Linked DNA regions of Danio rerio: all the other regions are linked to region 1. A link is a contact called in public HiChIP or PLAC-seq and Micro-C data. All regions are on one chromosome and are shown on one strand. The core of a region is the stretch at or near the end of the contact, and the rest is flanking DNA. Distances in the headings are between cores, read along the strand shown.

What was found. Hi-C and Micro-C count contacts between places; a contact is called where the count stands out from the background. HiChIP or PLAC-seq counts read pairs in DNA pulled down with a chosen protein or histone mark.
Region 2: a contact with region 1 is called in a Micro-C map of caudal fin, with 12 times the contacts expected there. The contact joins the promoter of smx5 here to the promoter of sap130a in region 1. A contact is called at or near these places in 2 of 18 Hi-C or Micro-C datasets (caudal fin and hematopoietic stem cells) and 1 of 4 datasets of contacts at active chromatin or transcription factors (embryo).
Region 3: a contact with region 1 is called in an H3K4me3 HiChIP or PLAC-seq map of gastrula embryo, with 6 times the contacts expected there. The contact joins the promoter of im:7152348 here to the promoter of sap130a in region 1. A contact is called at or near these places in 2 of 18 Hi-C or Micro-C datasets (caudal fin and an unstated tissue) and 1 of 4 datasets of contacts at active chromatin or transcription factors (gastrula embryo).

The regions. Positions count from the first base shown.
Region 1 is chr6:30,516,763-30,519,816 of GRCz12tu, reverse strand. sap130a (Sin3A-associated protein a) reads right to left here and starts at 1,583. Exons shown (of 21, transcript NM_001098777.2): 1 at 1,521-1,583; 2 at 643-752. The coding sequence starts at 1,564. All of the region lies in intron 1 of LOC141386287, which reads right to left. All of the region lies in intron 1 of LOC141386289 (a long non-coding RNA gene), which reads left to right.
Region 2 is chr6:30,702,306-30,705,359 of GRCz12tu, reverse strand. smx5 reads right to left here and starts at 1,450. Exons shown (of 5, transcript NM_131496.2): 1 at 1,372-1,450; 2 at 888-955; 3 at 745-775; 4 at 593-652. The coding sequence starts at 1,374. The region is part of intron 1 of LOC141386287; the gene reads right to left. It also overlaps a transcript of lpp not described here.
Region 3 is chr6:30,381,053-30,384,106 of GRCz12tu, reverse strand. It overlaps im:7152348, which reads left to right and starts at 1,445. Exons shown (of 4, transcript NM_001326424.1): 1 at 1,445-1,583. All of the region lies in intron 1 of LOC141386287, which reads right to left.

The DNA.
Region 1 (3,054 bases), core at 334-2,833:
TGCACATAATAATTCATAGTTGACTTAGTTCATTTGGTCTTAGCCAAAAAAGAAATCTACACATTTAGTAATGATTTTCTTGGCATTCAATTTCATTTTTAAGAATGAACCCAAAGAAAGAACAGCTTATATTTTTTGTGACAAACTTACCGAACATCTAAAATCTCCATATTTTGGACAATGGACTTGTTTGGCAAGAGACTTAAAAGGTATGCACAACAAGTTTGTAAAAGTAATCAAAAGAAAAAGAACAAAAAAAAAGTTTCTGGACTAGATTGCAGTAAAAAAAAAAAAAAAAAAGGATAACACTTGGCTAAATTTGAGATGAAAATATGTATCCTTTTTTGACATACATTTATGGGAAACTACTTTTGTATGTTGTTGTAATTTTGAGATGACACTTTTCAAACACATGCTGCAGAAACCAAATGTCTATTTTTTTTTTTTTTTGTTAAAAAGCGGCAAAATAGGAACCCTCTAAAATTATGATGAGCATAAATAAATTGTTCCGAATTAACAACTGCGTGTTAAAAAAACTTTGCTTAACCATTATATATATGTGCAACACATTACTTCTAACTTAGTATTAGAACATTATTACTATGAGCAAATAATTGGAGTGGTGTATCACTATCCACCTACCTGAATGTGTTCCTGTACCGCTGCTGTCTGCGGAAGCCTGACCCGGTGCAGCAGCAGCAGCAGAGGGAGGCAGAGCAGCTCGAGGAAACTGCTGAGAACTCATCTTCTGTCTGTCAGCCAAGAAAAAACAACAAGCGCAGTCTTGAAGTCCACTGAATACATCATACTTCAAAAAGAGCTACACTCAGTGTGCTTAAGAACATATACGTGAGCTCACTTCTTGAGGGCCACTGCCCGACAGTTTACTTCCAACCCGCCTGCACTATTCAATCCTAATTATTCCGATTTGATTTTTATTATTGTGTGTCTAACTAGGGCTGGTTGTAAATGAGCGTTTGTGGCCTCGTTCAGGGGCAATGTTTGAGATCCAAACTCAACACAACAACAGAGTAAAGCACATGTATGATCATGTGTCCGCATACAAAAACACGATCGAAATAAACCAACAAAAAACTACAATCGATGCATCACAAACAGATAAAATGCATCTCCATTCGCCTTTATTTCGTAAATAATTAAACATAATCCGACTTTAAACATAATAATTACTAACGTTAAATGCGCGATAAACACTAGCTAATGTCAATAACTGTCACTTTTGGCGTATTATTGCTTTTTTCATCAGACCGAACGGGATGCAGTAGAAAATCATACAAACAGCTATAATAAAAGAAGAAATGTTACAGATCAAAACAAAAGCCTTATTTTTTTCACTGTTCCACTGCTGGTTTACAAAAGCTAATGTGAATTTGTTTACAAAGTGCAAGTTTCATGCACAAAACACCAATGTTGTTGCATTATAACAATATGTAAACGTGCTACAAATACAAACAGAACTTATTAAAGCAAAAGACAAGAAACATTGTAAATACTACTACCGTATATCTGAAGCTATTCCCACAACATAGTGTGAATACTGCATCAACTAAAAAGTACAAAATGGCGGACCGGCGCAACCCATTTCAAAATAAAATCCTCACTAGAGCGTCCACGTTTTTTTTTTATCTATGTTTTTCTATTTGTAAACAAATTATTTTAATCATCATTAACAACTAATAATGATGATTCCAGTTACAGTGAGGAAAATATGCAGCAAAAATGTATACAAATAAAAAATAAATAGCCTATGTAAATAACATATTTTTTGGGAAATTTTATTTAGTGTTTTCCAGACCATGTAGCCTACCTACATTTGAAAAAGCTAAATTCATCAACTAAACAAATAAATAAGAAATATTATGAGTATGCTTTCACATGATAATTGAAAATAAGCCATTACAAAATAAATATTAATAATTTAGTAGTTGATTGTTATTTTATTTATTTATTTATTTATTTATTTATTTATTTATTTATTTATTTATTTATTTATTTATTTGTTATTTTTTGTCCAAAGCTCTAGGGAGTTCAGTCAACTTCCTTAATTATAACGGGACTCTGTAAGCGAAGAGCTCAAGTTATTGTAATGCTTCGTGTTTGTAAAACATTGTGGGTTGTTTTTTCATGCGGCTAAGAGCACAATATTGTTCACAGGAGACTATTTCAGCATGGAATTAGATTTGTTTCTTTATTATCCAATCAAAATCTAGATGTTGCAAGTTGTTTTGCTTGCGCATTGAAAATTTTTGAACGAATGTCGGGATTTTGTGTCTATTCAAACAAACGTGTAAAGGTTTTGACCAAAATTAGGTACATTATTGTAATAAAAAATAAAATAAAATAAAATAAAAACATTTAATTAAAAAAAAATTTCATAGTGCAAAACATTTGCTCTACAAAAGTAATCTACTGACATTTTATGCAGTTACCACCAAGTGTTTCATTGTCTAATTCATTTTGCTTTCTGTTATATCTTTTTTTTTTTTTTTTTTTTTTTTCGCGGATCTAAAATCGTTGCTTACGAGTTGAACGGTTTTGAGCTCTGTAGCTCAGCAGCATCTTCGCTCTGGGATGAATTCCCAATATTCTATTATTGGTCAATCTTGATTGAGGTCACAGACAGTCTAAAGCCAACATATCAGCAGCGCTGCCTCCTCATTTCAAGAAACCAATGTTTGGAATTAACGCAAACTGATATTTCCTGTCATGCTATAGATAATAACTGACTTGGATAAATTAAGACTTAAAAATCAACTTTGTGAACTATCCCTTTAAATTAAAAAAAATTGTAATCCACATTGAAAATGATTGCTTTTATGCCCACCACCACCAGATGGCACTGCTTAACAGAATCTGGGAGGGGAACTAACTGAATCACCGCTAGATTTACTGTAAACACCAGCAAACATAGGTGTTCCTTACTTATTTATGTATATATTACAGTAAATATTACAGAATGTATATATTACAATAAAAATATCTTGAAAAAATATATTTTTTTACAAGAAGCACTATCAGCAGTTAGAATCATGC
Region 2 (3,054 bases), core at 201-2,700, 190 kb before region 1:
TTTCTAGTTAGTTTTTTTGACAATAAAACCAAAGCAATGTTATATGAGAATCTGAAAATATTTTATTGCATATTTCAAAAAATAAAGATGACTTAGTATTCAAAAAAAAATTTTATTTTGAATATTCTTTAAAATAAATTGGTCCTACACTTGCTATTTTCAGATTTTTCATAGTATTAATTTCTGTACTTTTACCATAAACCAATATATCAACCATGACATGAACATAACAGGCTTCTGTAGTGCTTATAAAAAATTGTAATATTAAATTAAAAATATATTGAAATGGTTTTAGCCATTTTATTACATTCATTTAATAGCCACTATGAGAACAACAAATGATAATTTACTTAATATAAAAAAAAAATACTTGCGGTTTGCATGGCTGTAAATATCAAATATATTTTAATAAAGAAAAGCTAAAATGTAAAGTAACAAACAAAAAATCCCTGTTATTCCATGAATCTGACAAAAATATATCAACATTTCCTAAATTTCAATGTCTGAAATGAACCTTTTAAAATTCCATGACATTGATAAAGATATTAGACCCAAGATTATGAGTGTAATTTTCATTTCATCCATTTCTCACCATGTGCGGATATTTCTCTGGATCAGTAACACTGATATCTGTCAGTTTGATGTTCAGGTACTGTGAGGGAAGAACAAATGACAAGATTAACTTAATCCTAAATCGCCCAATATTTGTTTATATTAATAAACGTGTGGAGTCAGTTTCCGTACCTGATCAACTGAATGTAATGTTCCACATATGCTGCAAAATAGATGTGTTCATAGTTTTACGAGCTGGCACATACATTATAAAATATGTATATTCAATTTCTAATTATATATATAATATTTGTAAAAGAAAGGTGAGCACTCACCTCAAGTCATTCTTGAGCTCCACCACAACATCTTTGCCAACCAAAGACTTGAAAAACGAGTAGAAGAGCTGAGAATAAACATTTGAAGGAATTACTCTCAAAATATGAGGCGGACAGCAAATAAGACATCGATAAAACGATTGAATCAAGTTTTATCAACAGACCAAATGAGAAATGTCAACAGCAAATAACACTGCTTTCTAAATTACGCAGGCAAATGAAATACCAAGACTTTAATATAATAGGAGTCAGCCAGAGTTGTTTCTGTTGGGCATTTAATTAAGGGGATAATCCTTGCTTGAGAATGTTGTTTTATTTGGCTATGAAGAAAGCTAGCGTTAGCTGTTAGCATGAAGCATTGTTTGTCTTTCTCGCGAACACAGTGGTCAAAAAAACCTAAATATGTTAAACAAATGGTCGTAGCACGTTTATTAATTCCTTAAACGTAAATTACTGTATGATATTGCTAAATAACAACACTTACCATTTTCACGCGGCTTTGTGCTTTAGATCACATACGTCATCAAAAAGCTGCCGGGTCTTTCACTCTGTGCTTCTATTGGCTAGAAGAATGAAGACGTAAAAATCCCATTGGTCGCGAAATTGTTGGCGTTTTGTTCTGTTTTTGCGTCATTTGTACTCATCTCAGTAAATTATTCCGCAATCGTTCATCACACAAAAGAGATTAAAAGGCGCATGTTCAATGGATGTGAAATATTTTCTTAAAACAGTCAACTTTATGCCCGAAGAGGTACATGACATGTCTGACACAGAGCTTGCTGATACACGTACATGGCTCCTCTTTTCTGGCAATTCCCTCTTTCGTCAGCAGATGGAGACAAATAATAATAAAGCACAGTCCAGGGCTCAGGTTAATCCTCTGCGTTATCCCCATTTATAAAACAAAAAAGCAGTCCACTTACAAAACGCTATATTGTAAAACAAAACAAAACCTCCACGACATGCTAATGATTATAATGTTTTTCACGATTATGTATTTATGTGCATCCAAAAAATGTAAATTCAGCCAATTTAATCAATTTACTTGTTTAAAACCATCTTGATCTTTCCATATTTTGAAGAACGTTGGGAACCTGTAACCATTGACTTTAATAGTATGACAAACAAATACTATGAATGTCAGTGCTTACAAGTTTTCAACATTTCTGAAAATAAAAATGGATTTTGGATTCTCTATAATTTAAAGATAAATGTTCCTAAACATATAGAGCCTTCTTATAACATTATGCTTTAATATGCATTCTCCTGTTTTTAAAAGCAAGCATTCTGAAAATTACCTAGAATGAATATAAGCAGGGATGGGCAGTATTTATGATAGGGTTGATGGAAATGGCTTAATGTTTTGTATTAAAAATACATTAATGTCTTTTATTTTTGTAGTTTAAAATATTGTAAAATACTTTGATGCTAAATGTTTGTCACTGAAACAAACAACATAACAATAAGTCCTACAATAAGTCCTACAAAAGGGACTAAGCCGAAAAGACAATGAATGAATAAATGAGTGGCGATTCCGATGCTGTTTCAAATGCCAGTAGTTGATCTGCAGATGCACTGTACTGTTAATGAAAAAGAAAGATGTACTGTATGCCTAAACATGTAAAAGTGACAACATGAGAAACGCACATTTAATAATTAAAAACTTCTGACAGGTTATACAGAAGGAACATGATATAATATATGAAAAGTTTATTTGCAAAAAAAGATAATTTTTTGAAAGTTTCAGAAATCATGTTTTTACACTGAGTATTAAAGAATCAGTTTAATGGTGAAGGGACTGATCAAATGGGCTTATTAATGAAAGGTTTGCCAACAAATATCATGTTCCTATTTAAAAATATTTTGTAGAATTTTTTAAAATACAAAAATACTGTATTTTATTTTGATACATTTTGTGGCTGAGGTATTTTGTAGTTTATTTTGATATACTTAAACTTATGGTTTTTGGTATTTTATTTTAAAATATATTTAAATGTTTTTGCCCAACCCTGATGATAAGCATTTAAAAACAACACATAAACACACAGACACAGGCTGCATCCGAAACCGCCTACTACTCAGTAGGTACTGCAGTTGAATTTAAACGTACTACTCAGCCGTTAGAAAAGTACGTTCTATACTGTATGAATGTGAAAAGTATGGATGG
Region 3 (3,054 bases), core at 196-2,695, 140 kb after region 1:
TTTTATTGTTTCAGCATATGGAATTGTAAAAAAAAAAATGTTGTACTCTCCTATTCAATGTACTCTAAATTTACCCAACTATGAAAACTTTCACTACTGAGAAACCCAGAAATATGACACAAATCCATTGTGTGAACAAAATATGTGACTGTTGAGCACAATAAATATTGGGTGAAAAATAATCAAATTGATTTAGATCTGCATTTTTGTGTTATGTTATAAATTAAAAAAATAATATTCATTTTTCATTAATTAGTGATTGTTATTTACTATTAGTGATATTGGTCAATATAAAGGTAGCAAGGCAATAAGACAACAAAAAACCCAATGTTAACCTAACCCACCAGTTGTGTCAAATAAACAACCCAGCATTCTGGGCTAAATGATTAAGCACTTCGGTCAAAACAACCCATACGCGCTTTGTTGCATAGTTAACCAGCAGCTGAATGTTGGGTGATTTTTCAGCCTAGCTTATTTTAGAGTATTCATGAAAATATTAAATTATTATTACATATACTTCTTATTTTATATTCTTAGTATATTCCTCAGTCATAGTTAGAAAGATCATAATTTGATAACACATTTAAAAAAAAATAGGATCACAGAGAAGAATGTAGAGTCTTGTATAAAAATCATTAATTAATTAATTAATTAAATAACTCATTCATTCATTCATTCATTCATTCATTCATTCATTCATTCATTCATTCATTCATTCATTCATTCATTTTCTTTTCAGCTTAGCCCCTTTATAAATCTGGGGTCATCACAGCGAAATAAACCGCCAACTTATTCAGCATATGTTTAATGCAGCTGATACCCTTCCAGCTGCAACCCATCACTGGGACGTGTTAAAATCATATATCATCATAACTCATCATAACTCATCATAAAGTTAGCTGAGTGTGTGGGAATTGATTAAATACAAAATGACTAAAAAGTAAATGTGTTTTCCAGTATTTTAGGCTTATAGCTCATGAGAAAAACGACTGAAAGGCTATAACTTTTAAAGACGTGTACGTGTACATATTGGGCTAATTTGAATCTTCAGAGGATGAAAGGAATGACCCAAGGATGTTATCAACCACTTCCTGCATTCCATTCAGTTGTGTCTAAAAAGCCACTCGATGACCTTCTGAAAGAGAGTTAACAAGAAATGTCAAGTTTACAAAACCTAGTCTTTGTATTTCTAATTTTACAGACTGCTTTTCCAGTGTACCACTGTGAGTTCTCCCCTAGGGGTTTTCTTCTGCGCTGATAGTTTCTTCCACAAGTTCGTCATCTCTGAACAGATTTCCCAGAACTTCCCAGTTGTTATGTAATCCTCTAAAACGCAAATTCTGAATAACTAGGGGTCTTGCTTTGTGTGCCAAAAGGGGAGGAGAAGGGCAGAAATCTCCTCCCCCACAACGCCACAGCCACTTTAAACACAAACTCACACACACGCCGGTTACTCACACTGACAGCAGAGCCGGTTTGCTCTTATTCACACACCCATTAATTCTCACTCAGAGCCGTTAATCTTCTGACAAAGATCTGCAGCAGTCCACACAGAGAACTGGAGCACTGCTATTCAGCCTTCTGTAAGTACATTTCTTGATTTCCTTCCTTTAAAACCTGGACTGAGTTGAAGTTTTGCTACATTGTTTAGTTAAATGAATTTAAATGATAGGATTTTTAGTCATAGGGCAGAGAATCTTAACTTCTCAGTATTTTGTTTCAGTTTTAAAACAGGAAAACATCAATTTAACCCTACAAGAAGATACACTTGTCTTTAGAAACAAAGTTACATAACATTTCAACTTATTTAAAAAAATACATTTCTTACTGCATTACTGAAATGTTTTTCTTGTTTAGTGTTATTCTAACAGTTTTAGAACTTTTAGGGCAAGAGTAATTGATTATTTATTATCTGAATATTCATATGTCATTGCTTCATTATTGTCTTGTTTCAATTGTGATTAAATATAGTCCCTGGAAAATGATTAATCTTGTGCACTGTTGTTTGACATGAAACAGAAAGAACAAACTGTTCAAATGGATGGACAGTCAAGTTATACTTTGACTAGGATGTCCCTCATATAATATTTTACCTGACCATCACCAACAAGACAACTAAACTAAATGCAATATTATGTAAGAGCTCCTGAAAATATAAACAGATGTCCTGAAAGTCTCCTGAAATATAAACAGATTTTTTTGTGAGCTGAAATTGTAGATGTTTTCCCAAGATTGCAGAAACACGAGACCTTGGTGATCTTTTTTGTTCAGTGTTGTTTTTGTCTGCGTTAGTACTCAGAGAGAGGGCAGAGGTCAACACTTAAAGGTCAAATTAAATCATATAATATTCTGGACTAACAGGTGGTCTGCAGCATTAGAGGAGAATACTATGAGGATGAATGGGCTGTGGGGGCCGAGCTAGCGACAGCTTTGCCATCTGCTTGAAGATTCCAACTGTCATTTTGCTAAGCTAATAGGGGTAGTTCACCCAAATATGAATATTCAGTCATCATCTCTTCTTTGCTAATGTGGACCTCAGGAGAAGATTTACAAAACACTGGAGCCTAGTACAATGTACATGTACAATGAGATTTAGCTGTTTGATAAAAATGGGGTAATGCATTTTTGTGACCCCATGATTTTGCAAATTATTAAACATATTTGGGACAAGAAAGCGTACTGTACGTAAACACATTCAATTACAATCCTGGTTTGATGTAGTTTAATGGTTGTTAGAATAAGAACAATAGTGGTCTCCATCTTTGACTAATAACAGTTGTAAACTGGATCAAAAAGGTCAAAAGTGGACAAGTATAAGCTTTTCAAAGTCTGTTCACACATACATTTAGCATTTGTAATACTGATGAAAAAAACATCTTATTATCATAACATGATATCATAACTGACATAAACAGTGTCTGAGATTTCCAAATTCAGGGTTTGAGACATTCAAAATGTCAAAATATACTCTGAGCTATCAAAAAACTATATAGGTGGATGAGTAAAAGATGCTGAATTGTAATTTTCTTTGTATAAAATGTGCAAAACTGCATA